Linked DNA regions of Macaca mulatta: region 1 is linked to region 2. Evidence: chromatin contacts called from public Hi-C data. All regions are on one chromosome and are shown on one strand. The core of a region is the stretch at or near the end of the contact, and the rest is flanking DNA. Distances in the headings are between cores, read along the strand shown. Region 1 holds the start of MED26 (mediator complex subunit 26). Region 2 holds the start of SLC35E1 (solute carrier family 35 member E1).

Evidence for each region. Hi-C and Micro-C count contacts between places; a contact is called where the count stands out from the background.
Region 1: a Hi-C map of fetal cortex germinal zone shows a contact between it and region 2, with 2.1 times the contacts expected there. The contact joins the promoter of MED26 here to the promoter of SLC35E1 in region 2. A contact is called at or near these places in 4 of 14 Hi-C or Micro-C datasets (CD4 T cells, blood, fetal cortex germinal zone and 1 more).

The regions. Positions count from the first base shown.
Region 1 is chr19:17,124,086-17,129,870 of T2T-MMU8v2.0, reverse strand. MED26 (mediator complex subunit 26) reads left to right here and starts at 4,092. Exons shown (of 3, transcript XM_015123227.3): 1 at 4,092-4,424. The coding sequence starts at 4,353.
Region 2 is chr19:17,064,884-17,070,983 of T2T-MMU8v2.0, reverse strand. It overlaps SLC35E1 (solute carrier family 35 member E1), which reads left to right and starts at 1,994. Exons shown (of 6, transcript NM_001266345.1): 1 at 1,994-2,431; 2 at 2,795-2,865. The coding sequence starts at 2,011. It overlaps LOC144336827 (a long non-coding RNA gene), which reads right to left and starts at 1,723. Exons shown (of 2, transcript XR_013409180.1): 1 at 1,003-1,723; 2 at 1-423.

The DNA of each region.
Region 1 (5,785 bases), core at 2,843-5,342, 57 kb before region 2:
ACTTAGTGCAAAGCCAAGCAGAACTATGAAACTCATCTCTAGGTACTTCTGAGATAACTGATACGGTTGAATGAGTTCATATTTGAGAAAGGGTTTTAAAAATTTCCACCAGCAGCTGGGCGCGGTGGCTCACGCCTGTAATCCCAGCACTTTGGGAGGCCAAGGCAGGCGGATCACGAGATCAGGAGTTTGAGACCATCCTGGCGAACATGGTGAAACCCCGTCTCTACTAAAAATGTAAAAATTAGCTAGGTGTGGTGGCACGTGCCTATAGTCCCAACTACGTGGGAGGCTGAGGAGGGAGAAACGCTTGAACCCAAAAGGCGGAGACTGCAGTGAACCAAGATCATACCACTGCACTCCAGCCTGGCAACAGAGTGAGACTCTGTCTCAAAAAAAAAAAAGATTCTGCCAGCCTGTTAAACCCAAAGCAAACATAGGGGTTGAAGTGGGGTGGTGGTTTTTGTCACACTGGCTTTTTCTGTTAATCCCTGGAGCCCTCACATCCCTCATTAGGGTAAGTTTAGTAACCCTGTGCTTTAAATGGCCTATCAGGGGCTTGCTTCTATCATTGTGATGAGCGCATTCCTGCTGTTGCTCCTGGCTATCACAAGGTGTCGCTGTGGAAGACTGGTCCTGTAGAGCTGTGTGAACCTGCCTGGTCAAGGCTTCCTCTGCAGTGCTCTTGAGTATTCCGTTCCTGCTTAGGCCACAGCAGTGAGTCCAGGGAGAAACATCCTCCTACTCCCTTACCATCCAGCTGGACTGAAGATACTCTGCACTTGACCTCCTGACACTAACTTCTTTGCCTCTTCCCGTGGCAAGAGCAAATCATGGACTCTGAGCTACTTCCTCTCTCTTCCTACTATTTATTTTATTTTATTTTATTTTTGAGATGGAATCTCACTCTGTCACCCAGGCTGGAGTGAGGTGGTGTGCTCTTGGCTCACTGCAACCTCCGCCTCCTGGGTTCAAGCAATTCTTCTGCCTCTGCCTCCCAAGTAGCTGGGAATACAAGCGCCCACCATCACGCCCAGCTAATTTTTGTATTCTTAGTAGAGGTGGGGTTTCACCATGTTTGCCAGGCTGGTCTCTTAACTCCTCACCTCAAATGATCTGCTCACCTCGGCCTCCCAAAGTGCTGGGATTATAGGTGTGAGCCACTGCACCCAGCCCTTCCTCTCCCTTTCTCTTTGGGATTCCCCTCACTAACAGGTGAGGCAGCTTTTTCAAGGGCATTCCAAGCACAAAAGACCTTGTTGTACCTAAATACTATAAGGGACCTGTCATTGAGGACGAACCATCACAGCAAGAGTAGTTATCTTGTGCCGCATCTTTGCATAACTGACAGGATTCCTGGCAAGGATGTCTCAATGCAGAAAGTTGGCTAAGTGAACTGCAGTATCCACCCTGGACCTAAGAGAACTTGCTAATGTTTTCAAGACTGCTGTTCAGTGGTTATCTGATTCAATCTTTGCATTTACAAAAGCACCCTTTTACATATATTAAATGTGGAATAAAACTATCCGTGTGTGTTTTGTGTATCCTGGTGTATATAGTATTATATTTTATGAAGTATTTCATTCATTCTGGAAATAGCTGTTGAGACCCATGGTGTACCAGATCTGTAGAAACTGAAATGCATTCATGTGTCTGGGGGTGTGTGTAACACTACCGTGTATTTGATGAAACTTTCATTGACTTACTCCACAAATATTATTTTTCTGTCTACTGGGGATACCAAAAAGAGCCAGTGCCCTTGAGGAACTCAGTCATGTCAATGCTTCTTAGTTTTTAAAAAACAGGTAAGTTGAGTACTTTCCAATGTTTATTTTTCAAGACAGTCTTGCTCTGTCACCCAGGTTGGAGTACAGCGGCATGATCTCAGCTCACTGAAGCCTCTGCCTCCTGGGTTCAAACAATTCTTTTGCCTCAGCCTTCCAAGTAGCTGGGATTACAGGTGCCACCATGCCCGGCTAATTTTTGATTTTTTGGTAGAGAAGGGGTTTCACCATTCTGGCCACGCAGGTCTTGAACTCCTGACTGCAAGTGATCTGCCCACCTCGGCCTCCCAAAGTGCTGGGATTACAGGCATGAGCTACCAGGCATAAGCCACCATGGCTGGCCCCACATTTTGTTTGTTTTTGTTCATTTGAGACAGAGTCTGTTGCCCAGGCCGGAGTGCAGTGGTGCAATCTTGGCTCACTGCAACCTCTGCCTCCCGGGTTCAAGCAATTCTCCTGCCTCAGCCCCCTCTAGTAGCCGAGATTATAGGTGCGCGCCACCACGCCCAGCTAATTTTTGTATTTTTTGTAGAGATGGGGTTTCACCATGTTGGCCAGGCTAGTCTCGAACTCCTGAGCTCAAGTGATCCACCCGCGTCAGCCTGCTGAAGTGCAGGGATTACAGGCTTGAGCCACCACTCCCGCCCAAATGTTTCTTAAAATAACTTGACCCATGCAAAATAAATTGTCTCCTATGTAATCATTTAAAAAAAAAAAAAAAAAAAGATACTGTACATCCGAGTTAGAAATTGAAAGGCAAGACCAGAATATGCCTGAGGAAGGCTTTGTTTATTTTGCTTATCAGAAATGAGATAAAGAATTATCTCCGAATGGGCCAGTTTCCAACTTGGACCATGTACACCATATACACAATGCTCCGCATTCTGGGAGGGGTGAGGTTGGGAGCAGTAAATGACAAGTGTTTTGCCCGTGTTTCTTTTCTCCTCCAAGGGGATGTAAAACTTCACATGTGCAGAAGCACGCAACTATAGCCACGTGCAGAAGCAGCCGTTTTTGCAAATGAAAATATTTCCCAGAAGCACAACAAATACAAGACTAACAGGTGCCAGGCAGCGCCAAGGCACACATGTGGTTCTCATCAGCCGTCTTCCTCCTGTTTTAAATCTAGGTCTTCCTGTAACAGTGGGGAAAAAAAAGATTTCTCCCGAGGCCGCCGAGCTTGCCTTTCCACCCCGTCTCACAACAGCATTTCCAACAGAGTTCCCAGAGAGAGGGGAGCAATTACAGAAGGCAATAAGTAGGGTGGAGGGAGGAGGGGCGCCCTTAAACTTGACACCTGCGGTTCTGGGCTTAACCCCGAAGTCTAGGTGACCTTGGGCCTCCGTTTCCTCCTGTGACGTGTTTGGTTAAGAGAATGAGCATCTCAGTTTTACAGCACCTCCAGGCAGAGGCGGGTAGAAGGGTCTTTCAGTCACGGGGTTTTCTGCCGGTAGCGGGGCGGGGGGACTGTGCCCCAACAAGGGACGGCGGCAATGACTGCAGACTGGGGGAGGGGGCGCTTCTGAGGCCAGAAATGCCGCTCAACTTTCGACAGATCGCGGGACCCGCCCCGACGACAGAGCAATATCGCCCAAATGCCAGTGGCGCCGAGGTGGAGAAGCCGCGGCGTAGACGCAGATTTGCAACCTCCGGCTTTCCAGCGTTCCCAGCTACGGGGGGCGGCTTCTTTGCCGCCTCACGTTTTCGCGATCGGGGTCGCGCGTGGCGATGCAGACCCCCGCCCGTCACCACACCCATTCCCACACTCTCTAAGGGGCGGGGGCGGCCGCGGCGACACCCCTGGACTCCTCCGATGACCCTTCCGTGCGCAGAATCACAACGTGGACGTCTGCTTCCCTCGCCCTCACAAAAACTTCGGCAGCTGCTCAGCCTGCGACTCTCATCCCCCAGTCACGCGCCGGGGAAGGCTCTCCTACAGGAAGGATTTTCCCGCCGCCCTCCCTGCCCTGAGGTAGCCGCCGCGAGCGTCCGGGTTCAAGGACTCTTTGCGCGCGCGCTTCCGTCAGAAAGCCCCGCCCCGCGACCCGGGCGGGGGCGGGGTCTCCAGGCAGCGACCGTTGCCCCGCCCAACCTCCTCCCAACGGCTGCCTAGGCCGGGCGGCGGGGCGGGGCGGCAAGGCGGGTGAGTGCGCCTGCGCGCGCGTGCGCGGAGGCGCGGGGCGGGGCGCACGGGCAGCCCCGCCCATGCCTGGCGTCTCCGCCTGTCCCATCTCCCAACCTCCTCAGCGTGGCGCCGACGCTGCGTGCGGCGCGGACTACCCAGAGTACTCCGCGCGGGGGCAGCTCACTGGAGTTTGGTTCTCGAGGCGGCGGCAGCAAGCGGCGGCGGCTCCGGCGGCTCCTCCTCCTCCTTCGGTGGCGGCGGCGGCCCGGGACCGAGACCCGGCCCCGGCTCCCCTCTCCGCCACCCCGCGCGCCCCTAACCCTCCGGCGCCGCGGGGAACATGCGGCTCCGGCTCCCGGAGGCCGGCGAGTGAGTGACCCCCGTCCCCCGCCTCAGCCCGCCCGCCCGCTGGCCCGGCCGCAACCCCCCGCCTCGCCCAGGCAATGACAGCGGCTCCGGCGTCTCCGCAGCAGATCAGGGACCGGCTGCTGCAGGCCATCGACCCCCAGAGCAACGTAAGTACCCGCCGCGCGAGCTGGGACGGAGGCCGCATGGGCCTGGGACCCTCCCCCTCTCCTGTCCCCCTCGCCCACCGGGCTTCGGGGGACCCGTCTGGCGCCCACCTCCCCTCGAGGGCCGCTGCCATCTCTGCCTCTCACTCCTCGGGCCCGGGCCGGGGGCAGGTCGGGCAGCCCGGCAGCGCTTGGTACGTGAGGCCGAGGCTTCCGTGCGGCCTGGGCGGAGGAAGCAGACGGGGGGCTAAGGGTAGAGTTTATCTCCCCTTTCTGCTCCAGCTCTATGACCCTCACTGCTCTGGACGAAGCTGCCCTGCATCGCCCTCCCTCCGGGACCTGAGACCCCCGGGAAGCCCTCCCGGAGCGGGGGAGGGGAGGGAGAAGGGCTGTGAAGCAACTGGTGTCCGGGGTATGACTCGGGGAACCTGTGTCTCCCATGTCTTAGCCTTCTGGGTTATGAGAGAAGTCCTTCCCCCTCCTCCCGGCTGGCAGCACCTTCCTGGCTTCGGAGAGAACCCCCAGTGTGTTTTGCCCCTGGCCGGGTACCCAGGGTACGTGGAGAGTCTGTCTCCCTTCTGTGACTGGACACGCCTTCGCCAAAACCCTCTTGGGGTCGCTGCCAGCGACAGATGATTTCGGGGAGGGTGGGATCCTTCCTGTTGCCTTTCTGGGCCTCAGTACCCATTGCGTCTCTGACCAAGCCAGAGCTCCATTTTTTTGGGTAGTGAATTAAAGAGGACTTTTCTCTCCCGTTTACCCAAGAGCCCTGTTTCAGTAGGCTCTTTCCCTCACCTGGGGGTCTCAGCCTGGTGGCTATTGACCCAGACTGTCAGGGTTAACTCCAGGGTGTCGCTTCCTCGGGTGCCCCTTTGCTGAGGCTACTGTTGGCGGAGGGACCGCCCCTTCCCCCTCCGTATGTGTGGCTGTGTATCTGTGTGTGTGTATGTGTGTTGTTGCGGGGGTGGGGTGGGGGTGGGAAGACTGATCTATTCTCATATTTTCTCCAAGAGTTTCTTGGCAGTAGGGGTCATACTTCCCGCGGCAGGAGCAGGGCGGTGGGAAGATGCAGTAGCATCCAGGTATGAAGTGAGGCCCTGCTTCCCAGGAAGTGGCCATTGAGATCACTTTTTAATATGCTGTGAATGGAAGAAAAAAATCATCTTTGGCTTGGCCAGGTAACTCAGGTTTCTCTCACCGTAGGGGTTTTTACTTGTAGTTTTACATGAGCTTGGCTGATTACTCTTAGCAGTATGCTTAACTCTGATGATGTTTTTGGAATAATTCACGTTGACTTATACAATTTTTGGTAAGATTGAAGGGTTATGAGTTTTTTTCTAAGGCCCTGTTTTTGCTGTGATATA
Region 2 (6,100 bases), core at 745-3,244:
ACCCCAGAGTTTTGAAAACTAAAACACACAGCATGTCAGTGGAAGTATCTGACACTCAGCTGTGCTGTAGGGTGCCTATAGTTACATTTTCCCAAGTTCACTGTGCCTATGTTTAACAGCTCTGCTGATATGTGGTGTCTCAAGGATGTGACTTTACTCTGATACACACAGGGCACAGCTGGAGGATATTAGGGTGCAGAGCTTGGCCTCCTATCAGCATCTCTAGAACTTTGGGACAGGCTGCAGCTCCCCCCTACCCCTGCCTGCAGGGACTACCATGCCTGTGTCCATGTATCCAGGAGGACCTAGGGCACTAATGTTACCTGCCTTTGAGAATGCAAGGATAAGCAAAGATACCTTCCAACATTTGGGGGGCCAAGTTGGGTTGCTGCTTTCTACTCTTCTTTGGGACTGGGTCTTGCTCTGTCACCCAGGCTGGAGTGCAGTGGCGCCATCATAGCTCACTGCAGCCTTGACCTGGGCTCAAGCCGATCCTCCTACCTCAGCCTCCCTAGTAGTGGGGACCACAGGCGTGCGCCACCACACCTGGCTAATTTTTGTATTTTTTGCAAAGACGAGGTTTTGCCATGTTGCCCAGGCTGATTTCCAACTCCGGAGCTCAAACAATCCGCCCGCCTTGGCCTCCCAAAGTCCTGGGATTACAAGCTTGAGTCACCGCACCCAGCCGGTTGCTGCTTCTAATTTAACAAGTAGAAACACTGTAACGGGGGCCGGGCGCGGTGGCTCAAGCCTGTAATCCCAGCACTTTGGGAGGCCGAGACGGGCGGATCACGAGGTCAGGAGATCGAGACCATCGGCTAAACCGGTGAAACCCCGTCTCTACGAAAAAAATACAAAAAACTAGCCGGGCGAGGTGGCGGACGCCTGTAGTCCCAGCTACTCGGGAGGCTGAGGCAGGAGAAGGGCGTAAACCCGGGAGGCGGAGCTTGCAGTGAGCTGAGATCTGGCCACTGCACTCCAGCCTGGGCGACAGAGCGAGACTCCGTCTCAAAAAAAAAGAAAAGAAACACTGTAACGGAATTTTAACACCCTTTCCTCGAAAAAATTGGAGGTACACGATTTGAGGAACAGATTATAGTCCTTGAATTAGTATAAGATCATCTTACTGAAAACTTCGTCTTGTTTTCCTTCACTGGGGCCTGGGGCTGGTTCATCCCGGCTGGTGCTTGGACATCAGCCGTCAGGGCCCGGTACCTCCCCCTTCTGCCGAGCCTTGGAGACAGGTGTCTAAGGACGCTGCCACGGCCACGGTCCCCAGAGTGGCCAGGAAGCCTAAGACAAGTCGCTTCCCCATTCTGGACTTCGGTCTGTGAAATGGGAATGGTGATACCTACCGCACGACGTTCCTAGGATTCAGTGCGATGATACGAGGGCCAGGCCCGAGAACTGCGCACGTCGCGGCGGTTTCCAGAACATGATTCCAGGGACCGAGTGCTCCGGGATAGTCCCACTGCCAGAGTTTGGCCACGCGCGTGCGCCCCAGTTTGCGGAGGAAGTTTAGCTCAAGAGCTTTTCACAACTGGTTTCTTTCCCCAAAAGGTCTTTTACCTTCGGTGTCAGCCGCCGCCAGCCAACAGGAATCTAGTTAGGGGGTGCCCATGTACCCCTGGTAGAGGCCCTGATATTTAGCCCACGCACAGACGCCGACGCTGCAAAGCCCTCCACGCTCCTGCTCGCCTGTTCCGCTCGAGTTCTGGCTCCCGGTCACTGGGACCGCCCACGTCTCAGGTGGTACAGCTTGGATGCAGGTCTCCGTCCCCTTCTTCCGCTTCCGGCCTCGGCTCCGCCCTCGCCGGAAGCGCATCTACAGCGGACTGGGCCTGCACTCGAGACGTGGTGGCTGGCGCGTCGGCCGGCGCGGTGGGATGACGCACAGAGGCAACGACCAATGGGAAACGGCTTAGGCCGGAGGGCCCGCCCCCGCCCAGCCCCGCCCCCGCCCGGCGTCGGGCCGTCGGACGGGCGGGAAGGGGCGGCCGCTGGGGCAGGATGGCGGCGGCTGCGGTGGGCGCGGGCCCTGGTGCTGGGGGCCCGGGCGCAGCAAGCAGCAGTAGCGGGGCGCGCGAGGGCGCGCGGGTGGCGGCGCTGTGCCTGTTGTGGTACGCGCTGAGCGCGGGCGGCAACGTGGTCAACAAAGTGATCCTGAGCGCCTTCCCGTTCCCGGTGACCGTGTCGCTGTGCCACATCCTAGCTCTGTGCGCTGGGCTCCCGCCACTGCTGCGCGCCTGGCGCGTGCCCCCCGCGCCGCCCGTCTCGGGCCCCGGACCCAGTCCGCATCCGTCGTCCGGCCCGCTGCTGCCGCCGCGCTTCTACCCGCGCTACGTGCTGCCGCTCGCCTTTGGCAAGTACTTCGCGTCCGTGTCAGCGCACGTCAGCATCTGGAAGGTGCCGGTGTCTTATGCACACACCGGTAGGTTCCGCGCCCGGCCTAGGGGGCGGCGGCCGGGGCGCGCAGCTTGGGTCTTGGGCGCATGGAAAGGAGTGCGCCGCCCGGGGCGCGTCCCGCCGGACTGAGAAGTCAGCAGAGGGGCTACCAAGGCTTTTGGTAGGGGAGGGACACGCACAGGATTCTTAGGGAGAAAAGGGGCTGAGAAGAGAGCTGGGAGGTAAGCAAGACAGACCACAACTGCCGTGGTGGGAGGAAGCCCTACCGACAGAGAAGGGGTGAAGAGGTCTGAGGGGCTGCCAAGCCCTCCCATCCAGCCGTGGAGGTGGAACAGGTTGGGCCCTGGAACACAGGCAGCCCCCTGAGTGCCCTTCCCTCTCTTTGCAGTCAAGGCCACCATGCCCATCTGGGTGGTCCTCCTGTCCCGGATCATTATGAAGGAGAAGCAGAGCACCAAGGTAACCCCGGGCAGGGACTCTGGGCAGGTGGGACCTCCAGGGGGTTCCTCCCTGTTGCCAACTGGTGACGTGGTCAGGATCCTGGTCTGCAGGCTGCCTGGCTTCCTGTCAAATAGGGAAGTCAGTGTAGAGGCCTCCAGTGGCCTTTTACTACTCAAGTTCTAGAATCACGCTGTGAGCAATGGTGTGTGGAGTATGTGTACCTCTGTGATCTCTGCTGTGTGGTCTTAGGAACACTGTTGTCCCTTTCAGATACAATTTTCCTCCCATACCCTACCTGGGTTTGCTGGTAGGTAATGGGTTGGTCACATTTTGGCCGTACACCCCATGTGTGGCCTTTCCAGTGGGACTAGGGACGGATCAGAACGCTGTGGGATAGGTTTACACTTTTTTTGAAACGGAGTTTTACTCTGTTGCCCATCCTGGAGTGTAGTGACACAATCTCAGCTCACTGCAACCTCTGCCTCCTAGGTTCAAGCAATTATCCTGCCTCAGCCACCCGAGTAGCTGGGACTACAGACATGCAACACCACACCTGGCTAATTTTTTTTTTTTTGTATTTTTAATAGAGACAGGGTTTCACTATGTTGCCAGGCTGGTCTCAAACTCCTGACCTCAAGTGATCAGTCTGCCTCAGCCTCCCAAAGTGCTGGGATTACAGGCGTGAGCCACTGCACTTGGCTAGATTTTCACTTCTTTACAAGAGAGAGCTGTCAGGGGACCTCTGGGATCCGAAGCCAGATACGATCAAAGGAGTTTGATCTTGGCAAAATCCAGCAAAGTCTTAGAAATTAAAACAGCCAGAAGTTGTGATGGTCTGGGAACAGAAGCGAAAGCAGCACACAGGACTCAGGGCTGCATAAGGAGGATGCTTTGGGCGCAGTCCAAATTCGGTTCAAGATGCCAAACCAGGGTATTTCCTGGCTTGGGGCAAGAATAGCCATGGCTTTAGCCAGAGACAGCTTTGTCCGGTATCCTTAAGTGGAAGTTGGGTGCCTGTCGTCCCAGCTGGAATCCATTTCATGCTGGACACCGTGCCTCTTTTCCAAGTGGTTGGTTTTTGGCATCTTGTGTTTTATGTAACTCAGAAAGGCAGTGCCCTGGATCGGCTTATAGAAATTGGGCCACCTATGGCTGATTTTTTTTTTTTTTTTTAATTCCCGCCTGTCTTTGTCCCAGCAAGACCTGTGTGTGCTCTGCAGTCTCGCTCCCCCAGGGTGATGTCAGACTGTGACTTGGCTCCTGGGAAGTCAAAGTTTTCCCAGAGGTGTGTAGCTGCATCACCGGATATCATCGTGTTTATCAGGTTTCCCCGTTGTACGGGACATTGTACCCAGCTTGGGCAAGGAGCCAGAAACTTCACACAGTGAGGAAAGACTGGGAATTGACCCGGTTAGACAGCCAGACTAATTATAATGACATCATAACTTTTGGAACCTGCCCTGCAAGGCAGATAAGGCTGGTAGTCATCATTCCTGATCTCAGGTTTTCCTGAGATGGACTGAGAGGGGAGAATCATGTGCCTGAGGGCCACAGCCCAGTATTGGGGAAGCTGGAATTCAGGTCCACAGCCCCCACTCTGCCCTCCTTGTGGCATGACCACTCCGTCCTAAGATCTCCACCTCTCCTACCTCTCCTTAAGAGTGTTTGTTTGTTTGTTTGTTTTTCTGAGACAGAGTCTCGCTCTATTGCCCAGGTTGGAGGGCAGTGGTGGGATCTCAGCTCACTGCAAGCTCCGCCTCCTGGGTTCAAGCAACTCTTGCCTCAGCCTTCTGAGTGGCCGGGATTGCAGGCGCTTACCATCACTCCTGGCTAATTTTTGTGTTTTCAACAGAGACAGGGTTTCATCATGTTGGTCAGGCTGGTCTCAAACTCCTGACTTAAAGTGATCTGCCCTCCTCGGCCTCCCAAAGTGAAGAGTGTTCTTGGTAGGACAGGGTTGAGCCAAGAGTCAGAAGAGCTGGACATGCGGGAATGGATCCCGGTGGATCCTGGCAGTTGGGAGTCGTTTAGCCCCACATGCCAGACCTTGTTGAAGGCTTTCTGTCACTATGTTTGCTACTCGTTCATTCAGCTAGCGGCTATTGAGTGCCTACTGTGTGCTAGGCACCGAGATAAAGCAGCGAACAAGGACCTGCCCTAAGGTTGTACACTAATGGAACTGGATGATGTAACAGAGTGGGTGGAGAGGCCGGGCGCGGTGGCCCACGCCTGTAATCCCAGCACTTTTGGAGGCCGAAGTGGGCAGATCACGAGGTCAAGAGATCAAGACCGTGCTGGCCAACATGGTAAAACCCATCTCTACTAAAAATACAAAAATTAGCCGGGCATGGTGGTAGGCACCTGTAGTCCCAGCTGCTCGGAAAGCTGAGGCAGGAGAATCACTTGAACCTAGGAGGCAGAGGTTGCAGTGAGCCAGAGATTGTACCACTGCACTCCAGCCTGACGACACAGTGAGACTCCGTCTCAAAAAAAAAAAAAAAGAGTGGGTGGAGAGCTCTCTGCTGGGGAAGCCCAGGCAGTGGCCCTGGGAACACAGCACAGAAGCCTCCCAAGGTGGAGGTGGGTTGGAGAAAGCTTTCCTTGTGAAGGCAGGAGGTCAGCGGGAGGAGAAGGCATCAGTGGAGTGTCCCAGCCAGGAGTAACCATACTGGAAGAGCCTGAAGTAAGAGGGAATGGGAGCTGGGCGCGGTGGCTCACACCTGTAATCCCAGTACTTTGGGAGTCCGAGGTGGATGGATCCTGTGGGTCAGGACTACAAGACTAACCTGGCCAACATGGCGAAATCCTACCTCTACTAAAAGTACAAAAAAAATTGGCCAGGCATGGTGGCACATGCCTGTAATCCCAGCTACTGGGGAGTCTGAGGCAGGAGAATTGCTTGAACCCAGGAAGCGGAGGTTGCAGTGAGCCAAGATCGTGCCACTACACTCTAGCCTGGGTGACAGAGTGAGAGTCAGTCTCAAAAAAACTATTTTTTAAAAAGAGGGAAGGGGGAGCCTTACAGAGGATCAGGGCTTCAGGCCCTGGTGTGTCAGTGGCAGCTGAATAGATCTGTGGAGTTAGGACCAGCCCTGGGCTGTGGCCCTAAGCAGAGGCTCTTAATGAGGGTGACCGTATGGGAATAGGGCTACCCACAAATAAGCCCTGCCTCTGGCGCTCTAATAACCACCTGCCCCGAGCCACCCCCCGGAGCATCACTGGCACAGCAAACACCATTTTCAAAGTGTTAGGT